Linked DNA regions of Mus musculus: regions 2, 3, 4 and 5 are each linked to region 1. A link is a contact called in public ChIA-PET, HiChIP or PLAC-seq and Micro-C data. All regions are on one chromosome and are shown on one strand. The core of a region is the stretch at or near the end of the contact, and the rest is flanking DNA. Distances in the headings are between cores, read along the strand shown. Region 1 holds the start of Irf1 (interferon regulatory factor 1). Region 2 holds the start of Csf2 (colony stimulating factor 2 (granulocyte-macrophage)). Region 3 holds the start of Aff4 (AF4/FMR2 family, member 4). Region 4 holds the start of Shroom1 (shroom family member 1). Region 5 holds the start of Slc22a4 (solute carrier family 22 (organic cation transporter), member 4).

What was found. Hi-C and Micro-C count contacts between places; a contact is called where the count stands out from the background. ChIA-PET counts read pairs in DNA pulled down with a chosen protein or histone mark. HiChIP or PLAC-seq counts read pairs in DNA pulled down with a chosen protein or histone mark.
Region 2: a contact with region 1 is called in an RNA polymerase II ChIA-PET map of memory CD8 T cells, with 6 read pairs. The contact joins the promoter of Csf2 here to the promoter of Irf1 in region 1. A contact is called at or near these places in 2 of 115 datasets of contacts at active chromatin or transcription factors (bone marrow-derived dendritic cells and memory CD8 T cells).
Region 3: a Micro-C map of embryonic stem cells shows a contact between it and region 1, with 2.9 times the contacts expected there. The contact joins the promoter of Aff4 here to the promoter of Irf1 in region 1. A contact is called at or near these places in 3 of 484 Hi-C or Micro-C datasets (LSK cells and embryonic stem cells) and 4 of 115 datasets of contacts at active chromatin or transcription factors (the SCID.adh cell line, effector CD8 T cells, memory CD8 T cells and 1 more).
Region 4: a contact with region 1 is called in an H3K27ac HiChIP or PLAC-seq map of hepatocytes, with 2.9 times the contacts expected there. The contact joins the promoter of Shroom1 here to the promoter of Irf1 in region 1. A contact is called at or near these places in 3 of 39 promoter capture datasets (the HPC-7 cell line, hippocampal neurons and liver), 1 of 484 Hi-C or Micro-C datasets (embryonic stem cells), 14 of 115 datasets of contacts at active chromatin or transcription factors (T-cell acute lymphoblastic leukemia, acute myeloid leukemia, cardiomyocytes and 5 more) and 2 of 9 other capture datasets (adipose tissue and embryonic stem cells).
Region 5: a contact with region 1 is called in an RNA polymerase II ChIA-PET map of memory CD8 T cells, with 11 read pairs. The contact joins the promoter of Slc22a4 here to the promoter of Irf1 in region 1. A contact is called at or near these places in 3 of 115 datasets of contacts at active chromatin or transcription factors (effector CD8 T cells, memory CD8 T cells and pancreatic cancer cells).

Annotation. Positions count from the first base shown.
Region 1 is chr11:53,768,660-53,771,352 of GRCm38.p6, reverse strand. Irf1 (interferon regulatory factor 1) reads right to left here and starts at 1,339. Exons shown (of 10, transcript NM_008390.2): 1 at 1,075-1,339; 2 at 1-69. The coding sequence starts at 64.
Region 2 is chr11:54,248,516-54,251,208 of GRCm38.p6, reverse strand. Csf2 (colony stimulating factor 2 (granulocyte-macrophage)) reads left to right here and starts at 1,310. Exons shown (of 4, transcript NM_009969.4): 1 at 1,310-1,748; 2 at 1,846-1,887; 3 at 2,646-2,693. The coding sequence starts at 1,599. All of the region lies in intron 4 of Gm12223 (a long non-coding RNA gene), which reads right to left.
Region 3 is chr11:53,349,406-53,352,098 of GRCm38.p6, reverse strand. It overlaps Aff4 (AF4/FMR2 family, member 4), which reads right to left and starts at 1,332. Exons shown (of 21, transcript NM_033565.2): 1 at 970-1,332.
Region 4 is chr11:53,455,846-53,458,538 of GRCm38.p6, reverse strand. It overlaps Shroom1 (shroom family member 1), which reads right to left and starts at 1,334. Exons shown (of 8, transcript NM_027917.3): 1 at 1,198-1,334.
Region 5 is chr11:54,026,758-54,029,450 of GRCm38.p6, reverse strand. Slc22a4 (solute carrier family 22 (organic cation transporter), member 4) reads left to right here and starts at 1,347. Exons shown (of 10, transcript NM_019687.4): 1 at 1,347-1,867. The coding sequence starts at 1,475.

The DNA of each region.
Region 1 (2,693 bases), core at 90-2,589:
GGATTTGGTTGGAATTAATCTGCATCTCTAGCCAGGGTCTCATCCGCATTCGAGTGATTGGCATGGTGGCTGGAGGGAAAAGACAGAGGCCTGTGTTTGGAGTCTGTTAAACAACCCTGGGCACTGCCCTGCTCCACCCAAGGCCGCTCGCTCAATTACCTTCTCCTGTCCTCACACCCAGGTCATTACCCTCCCCCACTCTCCTGCCATCAGCCAGGTACCCAGGTCATAGATTAGGGACCCTGAAGTAGAATGAAACTCTCCAGCATCATGGGCAAAGCCACCTGCCCATTCTTTTCAGTCTCTCCCAGTCAGTCTCAGGAATAAACAACCAAGCAAGTCTGGATGGATGGATGGTTGCAGGATATATGTGCAAAAAAAAAAAAAAAGCCAAAAGACAGACATCTCAATGACAGAACTTTTCTCTCAAAATTCAATCTTTGGAAGAAGGAAGGGACTACTTTTGCTTGTCACCCCCAGCCCTGCACCTTCCAGGCTGTGCAAGCAAGCAAGTCAACCTCCATCTCGGGCACTTCTACCCACCCACTCCAATCCAGTCTATGTCCCCTCTTGACAGCCAGTGCCCACAACATACAGGCTGGGGCGCAACCCCTTCCGGCCTGGTTTCCCCTGCTGTTAAGAGAAGTGGCGCAAGCAACACCTGTGGCACCTCCTCCCGAAAGCCCAGTAGTTCACGACCCGGTCCAGCCAGTCAAGGCAGCGAGCCAACCTCTGCACCGAACACTGCGCGTCCGAAAGCAAGAGCTGGGAGCCAAGCTGCGACCGCCAAAAGTGCGCGCAGGCGGACATCCGAGTCCCCCGGCGCTGCTCGCGGGTGCGCGCGACGGCCACTCTGGGCTACCAAGAGGCCCCGCAGCGGCTCCGCGCACGCAGACCGCCGAGCGCGGCCAGAGGGCGGTGCACGCCGCGGCCCGCCTCCCGCCCGCTTGCAGCGCCCTCCCGAGCCAGCGCGCCACCGCGACCCAGGGTGTCTCTGGCCCCCACTTCCTGGTGTCCCGTGCGCCTTTTGTTCCACGGCACCCGTCGGTGCCCGCGCAGCTCCGGCGAGCTCACCTTTGCTGCAGGAGCGATTCGCAGAGGGTGCCGGAGAGCGAGGCACGGAGTTGCGGTGTAGGTACGCGATGCGCGCACGAAGCGAAAGATGCCCGAGATGCTGGGGTCCCTCTGGCCACCTCGGCTGACCTCGGCGCAACTCGGCCCGGTTCGGTTCGGTTCGGTTCGGTTCGGTTCGGCTTAGACTGTGAAAGCACGTCCTACCTCGACGAAGGAGTGGTGCGCACTGGCGAGTCCGCGGCGCCGCGAAGAAATCTAAACACTTAGCGGGATTCCCCGGCCCGGACTCGGCCACGCCCCCGCCGCGCCGCTCCTGCGCGCCCATTGGCCCACTCGGCCTCATCATTTCGGGGAAATCAGGCTGTTGTAGAGCTAAGCGGCGAAGGGGAAGTACAAGGCAGCTGTGCTCCCCACCCCCTCGGGCCCGCGCCACCGCCCCGGGGCTACCGCGGGCCCGCCCCTTGCTCCACTCCACTCCCCTGCCCCCTTGCCTGTCTTGGAAAGCCGAGACCGTCCCCCTCTTTCTGCAGACTCCCAGCCTGCTGGCTCCTATGATGGTCTTCCCCTTCTCCACGGGAGACACCTAACTCCCTATGTCTCTAGAACACCTGATTCCCTCTCCAGAAGGGTCCCCGGGACTAAATCACCCTCAAAATCAGTCTGGTAATGAAGTGTCAAGAAGGGAGAGATTATGTCCCTGTACCGCCTTACTTGCCACTTGGCTGCTCTGGGAAATTGAGGCAGAAGGCCTAACTTGGAAATACGGGGCAGTAGGAACTCCCAGCCTGGACTCTGCAGGGCCAGCCGTTGAAGGACTCAAGGACTCCGTAACCATAAAATGTCAATAGCTCACTTGCTAGTCTGAAGTGATGGGGGAACACCTTGTCCTTATGGGGAGAGATGATGTGTTTGCTTACATGGGCACAAGATGCGGGTGTGCTTTCCTGTGCCACACGAGGTTCTAGCTAGCGGTGACCAAGGCGACCCTTATTCCTTGGGACTACCTAACACCAAAGAAGTGGATAAAATTCCGAAGTGGCCGTGGTTCCTTCTATGACACCTACTTCAGCTCTCCATCCTCGACGTAGCCCTAGGGAGAGAGTTCCTCTCTGATAGTCTTGAAGTCATTTCTGAGTCCCCAAAGCCTGGCTCTGGAGAAGTTCTGGGCAGCATAGGGAAATTGTGGCTAAGGGGGGACCCAGGTCCCAAGGGGATGGCAAGGGCAGCGGGTTAACTGGTGTTCACGAGTAAACCTTGCCAGTTTGTTCTTTCTCTTAGCGGCTGGGCTAGTGTATACATGTTCCATCTCCGAACTCTGGCCCCTCAGGCTTCTTCATTCGCTTCCTCGCAGCTTCTGACTCACAAGTACATCAGTCCTCTACCGTGTCATTCTCTTGTGTCACCTTCCTCACCCTAGCTGTCCGTCTAGGACAGCACCCAGTTTGAATGTTGCAAGCTGTAATACACACATCAATGGACGATTGTACCTGTAACGTCACTGCCTCATAGACGAGCTAGGAGATTCAAGGTGGCAGGAGGATTTGGAAGGAGGAATTGAGACTCTAGAATAAATACGGAGGTATTTGAAGTCGCAAATTAAGAGAATCACTAGAGACCAG
Region 2 (2,693 bases), core at 61-2,560, 480 kb before region 1:
CCTGTTATCTGACCCTCGAAAGCCCTCACTTCTGTCTGGTTTCATCAGTCCACTGAATCAGCTTCTTGGGCCCTAAAGCATGTTTCTTGGCTAGGGGCCCCCTCTCATATCAAGAGGGCACCGCCAGAAGCCCAAGGGTTCTCACAAAGCAGGCAAAACAAGTGTGGCTCATGTTAGATGCACCCTTATGTAAAACCTCCTCCACCTTGACATGTTCCTATGAGTACATATATATCCAACACCACCAGCATACACACATGACTGAAGAGATACACATATGTATCCCCATGGTCTCAAACTTCCTGTATAGGAAGGCTTGGGCCAGATCCCTTGGGCAAACACAAACTCGTGCCGTCTTCTCCAAAAGCCATTGTGAAAATCAAACACTTGTTAGCCCCTTGAGACCATGCTGCCTTTCCAGAAGCAGTTCCTGATTCCACAGAGAGCTTCTGGAGAGGGAGGTGGGCTGGAGCAAGGGGCTGTGCAACAGACTAAGCCTGGGAGAACTTGCCAGGGAAGCGGGGGTTGGGGCGCACGTGTGTGTGTGTGTGTGTGTGTGTGTGTGCGCGCGCGTGTGCGTGTGTGCGTGCCTGGTTATTGTGTTACAGCTAGTTACTATGTTACAGCCAGCCTCAGAGACCCAGGTATCCCATAATGGTACAGATAGCAGTAATGTGTCCTTTTTGAATGGCAGGCTGCTCTGAAGAGGGTAAAGAGGCTCACATAACTCAAAGGAAGAGTCGCTTGGCAAAGGGGGAGGGCAGAATCAGCAGTCAAATGGGAGTAGCCTTACCTGCCCCAGCCAGAAGCTCTAGCCATGCTGTGAATTTTTAGGATTGAACATGCCTTTGTAACTGGGATTGTAGCAGTCAGTTGGGATGGTATCATAAGAGAACATGGTATAGTCTGCCTGGCTTCTATACCCATTGCTGTCATTCTCACTGCTCCCAAGGTGGCAGGGGTGGGGCTTGGCTGGGCAGAGTTTGCCCAGAATGGTCTCCTCAGTGGGAGTCTGTGGAGACCATTATAGAATTGTGTCATTGGGCTGGACCTTATTTAATTAGATAATGAGGTGGACTTGTGAGAAGTGTATATCTCAGAAGGTGGCTGGAAAGAGAACGGGCCAGGACTGGGGCTGGAATGAGCCACCAGAGTAGGTAGAGCTTGCCCAAAGGCCTCCAGGAACAGCAGGTGCTATGGAAGCAAGAGCCCCACTCAGTATCTCCCAAACCCCGCCCCAGCCACTCCAGGCCAGGAAATCCAAATATGCCTGGAGGCCCCTCAAAAAGGAGAGGCTAGCCAGAGGCTGGGTCAGACTGCCCAGGCAGGGTGGGAAAGGCCTTTAAAGCAGCCCGCAGGTGGGCTGCCAGTTCTTGGAAGGGCTTATTAATGAAAACCCCCCAAGCCTGACAACCTGGGGGAAGGCTCACTGGCCCCATGTATAGCTGATAAGGGCCAGGAGATTCCACAACTCAGGTAGTTCCCCCGCCCCCCTGGAGTTCTGTGGTCACCATTAATCATTTCCTCTAACTGTGTATATAAGAGCTCTTTTGCAGTGAGCCCAGTACTCAGAGAGAAAGGCTAAGGTCCTGAGGAGGATGTGGCTGCAGAATTTACTTTTCCTGGGCATTGTGGTCTACAGCCTCTCAGCACCCACCCGCTCACCCATCACTGTCACCCGGCCTTGGAAGCATGTAGAGGCCATCAAAGAAGCCCTGAACCTCCTGGATGACATGCCTGTCACGTTGGTGAGTGAGGGAGAGAGTTGGGTTGTTCCCAGGCCACCCATTGGCCCTTGTCTTGCCCTGCCTTTCAGCTTGGTAACACGGCACTTCCTTTTTACAGAATGAAGAGGTAGAAGTCGTCTCTAACGAGTTCTCCTTCAAGGTAAGCTGCTTCTCTTTTGCTCTTCTCTTTTGGTGTAGCTTCCCGGGTTGCCCTGCAGGGCTGCTTTAAATAGCCTCTTGCAAGGCTTTCTACACTCTTCCCTGCCAGTGGCTGCCAGCGGGAGGGGGCAGAATCTGGGTAGTCAAGATCTCTATATCCATTCCTCTGTAGCAGTCACGTGCACTCTTTTATCGTCCAGAGCCATGCCCCTGTGGCAGTCATGTGCACTCTTTTTATCAAGTGAGCAATAAGTTTGGGCAGAGCTAGCTTTCAAAGGTCAGAGGTCTTCAGGGATTGATGGGAGCATGAGAGTCACTTTATGAGTTGGCCTTGTTGCCTTCAAGTTCTCTCTGTGCCCCGTGACCATGGAGAGAAGGTATTGATTATACAGGGGCACAGAGGGTATTGATTATACAGGGCACAGAGGGGCTTTTGAAATAGTGCTTCCCCACACAGAAGTTTGGGCTCTGGCCATCTCCTTCTTCTAGAATGGCAGCAAGTAGCCTTTGCTTACAAATTTTTTTTTTGGGGGGGGGACAGCACTTGGAACTGGGAACCTCTATGGTACCAGACTATAAACATGGCTGTGGTAGCTGAGGTGGCCTGGACCAGGCAAGAAGAAGGGCAGTGCTCAGGACAGTGTTATGACTAGCCCCAACCTGTACCACTTGGTGGGAGCAGAAGGGAGTAGGGAGAAGTTAGCTTGTATTCTATGGACACTTGGCTTTTGCTTATCAACAAATGGATGCTTCCCACAGAAGCTAACATGTGTGCAGACCCGCCTGAAGATATTCGAGCAGGGTCTA
Region 3 (2,693 bases), core at 83-2,582, 420 kb after region 1:
TTTAAAACCTCAGCGGGGAAGAAAAACCAGAATTCTGACTTGCAACTGACGAAACTCGGAGAACCCTGAATCGAACTCTTGGTTCGAACTTCACTCACAACCATTTTCAGATCAGGGCTCTCGACTCCCCATAAAGGTGTCATCTGTGAATGAAAAGCCTAATAAGGAGACCCCACAAACACCCTGGGCTCCTGTACCCCATGATCCGTTCTCAGAGAGTGGGAAGCAACAGCAAAGTGGAAGGAACAAAGCACTGACGTCAATTACGAGATTAACCCTGCGCACAGGCAGCTGGGGAGGCCTAAACATCAATACCCAAAGCCCGGCCATGGCGATCGCCAGGTACCAGGCCGGTTCCGAGCGGGAAGGAGGGTTTCTCCTATTCCAACCCAGGTTCCCATTTTTCCACTCAAACCCCATCGACCATCAAGGACGGAAATTAACACCCCCCCAGCCTCCCCCCCTTTTTTTTTTCTTTCGGTGGAGGGGAGGTGGGAGAGTGGGGGTGGGGGGAGGTGCGCAGGATCGCGAGAAGGAAGGCGAGAACTAGTTGAGAAATGATAGCCAGAATCTGGGCCTATTTTCTCTTTAACTAGGAATGACTTGAGTCAGACGAAGGAAAAATTTTTCAAAGGATAAATCCGCCGACCGAATCAAAGGGAGGAATGGAGGAAGGGACAACGGGGGGGGGGGGGGAGGAAAAAAAGAAGAAACGGCCAGATGATGGGCGTCTGGAATGTCGGATGGGAACGGCTTGGCCTTTAAAGAAAAAAAAAATGATTTTTCTTGTTTGAAATTGATTTCGGAGAGAAAGTGGGACGAGAAAACGTAGGGCGAAGCCGGATCCAGGGGCCCCCCGCCCCGCGGGTCTCCGCCAGCGTCAGCGGCCGGAGCCTCGCCTTCCCCGCGGCGCGGCCGCGCCTCAGACGTCAGTCAGTCAGTCAGGCAGGCAGTCAGGCGGCTTCTCACCTCCAGTCCCCGCTCCGCTAGGCCCGAACCATTTCCCGACCGCGGCTGCGGCGGCGGCGGCGCCCGGCCTGCACCTTCACCGGACGCGCATTCGGGCCCGCCCAGGAGGCGGCGACCGGCTGCCTGGGGCGAGGGGCAGCGGCCGATCCGGAGGCCACGGGGAGCCGAGGCGGCGCACCTCACACCGCGGACGCCAGGGTTCCGCCCCGCTCCATGACGGCCCGGCCGAGCCCCGGACGGGTGACTGAGGCGGGGGCGGGCTGACGGGGCCCTGGCACCAAGATCCCCGCCCCGTCCGCTGGGGGCGGCGGTGGCGGCGGCGGCGGCGACGACTCGACTCCCGCAGCCGGGACTGGGACTGACGCAGTGGCCGCGGCCCATGTGACCAGGGCCGGGCTGCTGCGAGCGTCACGTGACCAGGCCGCGCCCCTCCCGCAGGCAGCGCGGGGGCTGCGGCCCTGCTGCTGCTCTGGAGGCGGCGTCGGCGGGGCTGACGCGCGGGCTGACGTGCGGGGGCGCCTGGGCCCGGGGCTGGGGAGCGGGGATGCGAAGCGCGGGTCGCAGCAGGTTCCGCGGGGCCGCACCAGCGTCAGACCCGGGGACAGAACCCGGCCCGGGGCACACGCCCTCCTGCGCAGCCCGCTAGGGAGGCGCCGCGGGGCGGGGCGCAGCCCGGCCGACCGGTTTTGGGGTGCAGGTGAAGGCCCAGGCCCTGCCGCCCGTGTCCCGCAGCGCACCGCAGGAGTAGAGAGGGAAGGATGACGTGGAGGTCCGCAGCGACGTCGTCCACTGCTGCGTGTGACTTACTGTGGGAGGATAAGCCGGCCCTGCATCGTCTTAAAAAAATAAATAAATAAATAAATAAATAAGTAAATAAATAAATATCAGCCTCTGTGGGCTACTTAGTGGATTCAAGGCCAATCTGAGCTACTAAGAAAACCCTGTCAAAACAACACACGGCGACACACACACACACACACAAACACCATCGCTCTTAACATCCTGCTAGTCCAGACAAGCCATAATTTAATTGGAATCAGTAATTAGACAAAGTTTTAAGGTTTCCTAGAATCCAGTAATAGTAGCGCAAGAAAAGTGTCCTCTTCCTCTACATCTGAAAAACATACAATCCTGTCATTGGTGTCCCATGTCTCTTATCTGCTTTCTTTATTTGATGGTACCTCATGCAGATTCTCCACCTCTAACATCTTGAAACACTTCACTCGTTATTTGTAGTTTGTAATTTCACAGTTTGGAAATCCACTCAACTACACACGAGTTCTAAGCCATGTCTCAAAACCACTATCGAGGTATGGTCTGGCGCACACCTTTAATCCCACCACTCTGGAGGCAGAGGGAGGAAGATTTCTGTGAGGCTGATATACATATCCAACACTGGGCAGGTCAAGGATATATAGTGAGAGCCTGTCTCAAAAAGAAAAACACTAAATAAATCTTAAGTTTTACATAGGGTTTCCTCTGTGTAGCCCTGGTTGCCCTGGATCTCACTTTGTAAAACAGGCAGGCTTGGTGCTCAGAGATCTGCCTGCCTCTACCTCTGCTTCCTAAGTGCTGGGATTAAAGAAGTGTATCAGTGTGCCTGGCCATCTTTTCTACTTCCTTATGAAAAATACTGGTGGTGGTGAGATAGTTCAGTGGCTTAAAGGCACTTGCCCACAATCTTGGTGACCTAAATTCTATCCCTGTAGCACACATATATATCT
Region 4 (2,693 bases), core at 85-2,584, 310 kb after region 1:
AGGTACTTGTTACCTGACAAAGGAATAAGGGGGCTCGGGGCTCAGAACTAGGGCTCTTGAGGGTGGAAACACCAGACCTGAAGGATGAAGCTGGCACTGGGGGCTGAATCTCGAGTGAAGGTGGACCCAGGCAAGCAACCAGACGTGGGACTTCAGGCAAGGTTTGTTGGGAAATTTGATAAAGACAATTTTCAGTGGGCAAAACCAGACCAAGGCAACACATGTAAGTCCAGGTCAGGGAACAGGAGAGGCACTGGAGAAAAGTCAAGCTCCGAGCTAATCGGGAATGAAACAGTCCTCTCAAGGGCCACCTCCCATCTGTCTTCCTGTGAGGACCTGTGCAGGCCTTTCCTTGCCTCCAGCCTTCCCTCAGTACCTGGAGGGCTGTTAACTGCACTCCCTGACTCTCCTTAGAGTCAGAGGTTCAGGGTTCAATGCTCAGATCTTAAATCCTAGCATTCCAGGCTAGGTCTGATGGGTGAGCTTTCAGGCAAACTCCTTGGTTCTCTTTTCTAGTCTCCAAAGCTATGGGTGACATTGCACCCCTGTGAGACATCTATTTTACAACATAGTAGCTGGTTATACAGTCTCTGCTGGTCTTGGGCAGACTCTGTGAGACGCAGGTTCCAGGAGGTGTAGAAAAAGCAGAGGGTGAATGACACCTAGGTAAAGATGGTCACTGCCATGGGTACAGCACATACCCCAGGGCAAAAGCTAAGCCCTGGGGACCACAAGGGGCAGCAGAACCACACAAAGAGGTGAGGAAAGAGGCGCTTGGAACACTAGGAGAGCGGGTGGCCTCTGATCAGTGCATTTCTAGGCCTTTTCAGTGGGGTTCACGGTCCGGGAAGATCGGGGGATTGGGAGGGACCCGGATTCTCCAGCAATCGAAGCTCAAGAACAGAGGGTCCTGAGACGGACGCCACTGTGTACATTGCGTCCCTGCAACAGCTGGGCCACCTGGACAGCTCTGTCCCCTGCCAGGCCTGGCCGAGAGTAAAGGTGCGCAGGGGCCCGATTCCACTGGCGCGGCCGGTCTGGACTCCGGGTCGGAAGGTCCAGACAGAATGACGGTCAGTCAGGCTGCTTCGCGGCCACCGCTGTCGCCGCCCCGACCCTCCCGTCCTTGTCTCCCTTTTGGGAAGCAGATCTGTGGACCACGCGCTGTGTGTCCCCTCACCCGGTCCCGCTGCGTACCTGTGGCTCCAGCCCGAGACGCACTTCAGGGCGCCGGCGATCCCTCAGTGACATCCGAGCCCTGGGCTCCAGCTCCCGACGCCACCTCCAGTCTCCGGCCGCAGCAGGGGAGGCGCCACCTCCGGCCGAGGAGGGGCCGGAGTCTGGAGTGGCGGCAGGGCTGCGGGAGCCGCGCCCCTTCCTCTTGCGATTCTGTACGTGGCCCTAGTCCCCGGCCCTGGACCTCTAACCACCGCAGAGAACTCGAGCCGGAGGGCGATCGAAATCCTCCAAGCACTGCCGGATCCGCAGGCAAGACTTATGGACCAGCAGGCTCCTCAGTGCGGAGGTCAAACCCTCCCGGAGGCAACAAAGGCTCACCTTCCTTTCTTCTTCTTCTTTTAACCTTTAAAAAAATTACATTTATTTATTTACTTAATAATTTGGGAAGTAAGTAATGGGGGAAGCTCCCTTGTGGAGAAGTCGGTACTTTTCTTCCACCCTGTGGAGTACTAGATTCCAACTGTGAAGATCTGGTTTGGTGACATGAACATTTATCCACTGGACCATCTCTCCCGGCCGGTTCTCTTAAACTCCACGATGAAAACAGATGTGCCTGGAGTTCCTGCCTCATGCTCTCTCTCCCTCTGAGTGTGCTTTAGATGGCTGGCTACCTGATCAACTCTGCTCTTCAGACCCACATTTCCAAAACCATGCCACCTACTGGACTCTTTCCACAGGCTCTCCTCTCCTGTCTTTGTCTCCTCGCTTCCCATAGCTCCCTCCACCAGACCCACACCGAACGGAGCCCTGAACTTATGTGCTCGAATCTGCTACTAGGAGTGGGGTCTTCACCTTTTGGTAAAGACTTTGAACTCCTAAACTCCCGTCTGTACATCCTGAGTGCTGGAGTCTTTTTTTCAGCTCAGATGACCGGTGCCACCTGGTCCTCATTCTCTGTGTGTGTGGTGTATGCATGTGTACCTCTCGAGATTGGGTCTTTTCTTTTCTTTTTCTTTTTTTTTTTTTTTTCCGTTTTTGATTTTTCAAGACAGGGTTTCTCTGTATAGCCCTGGCTATCCTGGAACTTACTTTGTAGACCAGGCTGGCCTCAAACTCAGAAATCCGCCTGTCTCTGCCTCCCAAGTGTTGGGATCAAAGGTGTGCGCCAACACTGCCCAGATACTATTGGGTATTTTATTCTATCATTTCTACACCTTATTTTTTGAAACAAGGTCTCACACAGAAGTCATCAATTTGGCTAGACTAGCTGGCCAGCCAACTCCATGAGTCTGCCTACACACACACACACACACACACACACACACACACACACACACACACACACACCACATGTCCCCTGCACTGGGTAACAATGTAAGCTGTGGCACCTAGCTTTTCCCTTAGCTACTGCAGACCCAAGCTCAGCTCCTCATGTTTGAGTGGCAAGCACTTTGCCCACTGCCCCACTGCCCATTCGTCTCATGGTCAGCAAGCTCTGTGACTCCAACTCTGTA
Region 5 (2,693 bases), core at 98-2,597, 260 kb before region 1:
TCCCAGCACTTGGGAGGCAGAGACAGGCAGAGCTAGCTCTGTGAGTCAAGACCAGCCAGGTCTACATAGCAAGTTCCAGGACAGCCAGGGCTACATCCGAAGACCCTGTCTCAAACGAACAAAAGTAAAAAGCTAGTGTCCTGGCATACTAGGAGATGCGGCTTAAATGACAGGAAAAGAAATGTAAGTTACTGGTGGGAAGTCAGCCTAACAGTAGGACTCATGGGGGAAACTAACAAAAACAAAGAAAAAAGCAGAAGTCTCCTTCAGTTCCTTGCCAGAGTCTGATGAGACAACCCGGTTTGTGCAAAGTGTTGGGCTACTCAGCCTTACAGTCTCTCCAGGCCTGTGGATCCCAGGCTAGGGGAGCCCAGCTCTAGCTTGGGCTAGCTTGTACACTGTGCCCAGGACCTTAGATGTGAATACTGAGCAGAGAGAGAAAAAAGGCAATCCCGCTTTTGGTTACCCTGCCAGTTCTGAGGGCCAAATCTCACCAGTTTGTCCTCTCTCTGTCCCTTCCTCCCTCTGTTCCTAGACTAGAATGGGCCTTTCTGCAAATAGCCTTTCAGTCCAAGAAGGCTTTGGCACCGTGCCGCAATAAAGGACTCCGGGTGCCCCGAGAGTGCAAAAGGACAAACACCGAGCCCAGGCGTGGTGACTCCTCTATGCTCCCTCAGTGGGCCGACTTCCCTCTGGTGTCTCTATAAAGGCCACAGGGAATCTTTCGAAAGGACACTAGAACGACTCAGGGGCCCGTGATCCAGCCCTTCTAATCCAGGGCGCGCCTCTGACTCAGCATGACCTCGCACATCCTTTTCTGGCTCCAGGTCCACAGTCGCCTCTTTGCAAGGTGAGGATCCTGCTTTTCCAAGGACGCTTCTCGGGCCGCCGCCGTCCCGTGATGGACTACGGCCATGCTAAGGTTCATAAGTGAGTTCCCACGCTGGTGTGTGTGAAGAGGTGGCGCTCCTGTCCCCCACACAGGTCTCTTGGGAGCGCAGACTTGATTAACTGACCGGTCCGCCTGCTCATAATCCAGGCTGGGATTGTGGAGCAACGAACTCCTGCTCCGGGCTAGGCCTGGCTTTCGGGACGCTCCTCCCTGTCGCTCTCCCTCCCACGTGGGGCCGAGAAAGCCGGAGCTCCTAGCTGCACGCGCGTTGTCCGGCCGATTCCGGGCGGGAGGCCTGCGTGGAAGGCCGCTGGGTGCAAGGAACGGAGCAGGAGGCTGAGCCGGCCCGAGAGCTCCGCCCAGATCGGTGGAGTGCAGTGGCCTTTCGCTGCCTAGCCGCACGGGGGTGTGGTCCAGAGGACTCGGCTTCCCGGCGCTCCGCGCCAACCCCTGGGAGTTTTGCAGCACCCACGGCGTGTTTGCACGCAGCCACCTAGGAAGATCCCCTCAGCGCGCCGCAATCGCTGAATCCTTTCTCTCCACCCACCTCCCTCACGCAAGCTGAGGAGGAGAGGTGGAAACATGCGGGACTACGACGAGGTGATCGCCTTCCTGGGCGAGTGGGGGCCCTTCCAGCGCCTCATCTTCTTTCTGCTCAGCGCCAGCATCATCCCCAATGGCTTCAATGGTATGTCAGTCGTGTTCCTGGCGGGGACCCCCGAGCACCGTTGCCTGGTTCCTGACACTGTGAACCTGAGCAGCTCCTGGCGCAACCACAGCATCCCCTTGGAGACGAAGGACGGACGACAGGTGCCTCAGAGCTGCCGCCGCTACCGACTGGCCACCATCGCCAACTTCTCTGCGATGGGGCTGGAGCCAGGACAGGACGTGGATCTGGAGCAGCTGGAGCAGGAGAGCTGCCTGGATGGCTGGGAGTACGACAAGGACATCTTCCTGTCCACCATCGTGACAGAGGTAGGTGGTAGTGCTGGAGCTGGACATTGGGAATGGAGACTCCGTTGCATCCGTGCCCCCAACAGCCCCTGACAGTGCCTGGGTCAGTGTCACCTACTGTCTCAAAACTTCCAGGCACAGAGTGGGGTTGTGAGTGTATTCTCAGCGCACACTCAGAGCTGATGAATTTCTGTGTGGCATGGAGGGGATGAAAAAAAGAGAGTGTTGTCATCAACTGCCTTTTCCTTTCTGAGTTTCACAACAGAGTTTCCCAAGAGCCCTGGTGCTTCCCTGGGCAGGCCAAACCAGACTGTCTTGATTTATAGTCATAGCTATTTCCTTGCTACAGAGAATGGCTACAGTGGTCTGTTGATGGACACAAGGAAGGGTCTTGAGACAGAAGGGCCTCTATGTCGAGGCCCCCACTTTCTCGAAAAAGAGGCAGCAGCCCCTTCCTTGACACTGGTTGGATGTAAGGAGTCAAAACTAGAACCTGGCCTTTGGACACTCAAGGAAAGACCCGTACTTCTGAGGGAAGTGTAAGCTGGTGATCAAGGCTCCAGCTGAGCCCACTGCCTTACCTCTAAGTGATCAGGGAATAGGTTCCCCAAGTCACCAGAGTCTGAATGTGGACCTACTACTCCCTCTTAGTTTCCTGCTGCGTATTTGCTGAGGACCAGGTCATAACAGATAAGACAAGCACTGTTTCTGGCAAGAGCATCACCCAGAACTGATTACCTGCTGTTGGTCAAGCTGGTAGAAAATCTGCCTTCCCACCATTGCTGCTTCTGGTCTGTCTTTTTTTTTCCCTAGGCTGGTTAAACAAAAAACCAACTAGGTTCCTCCC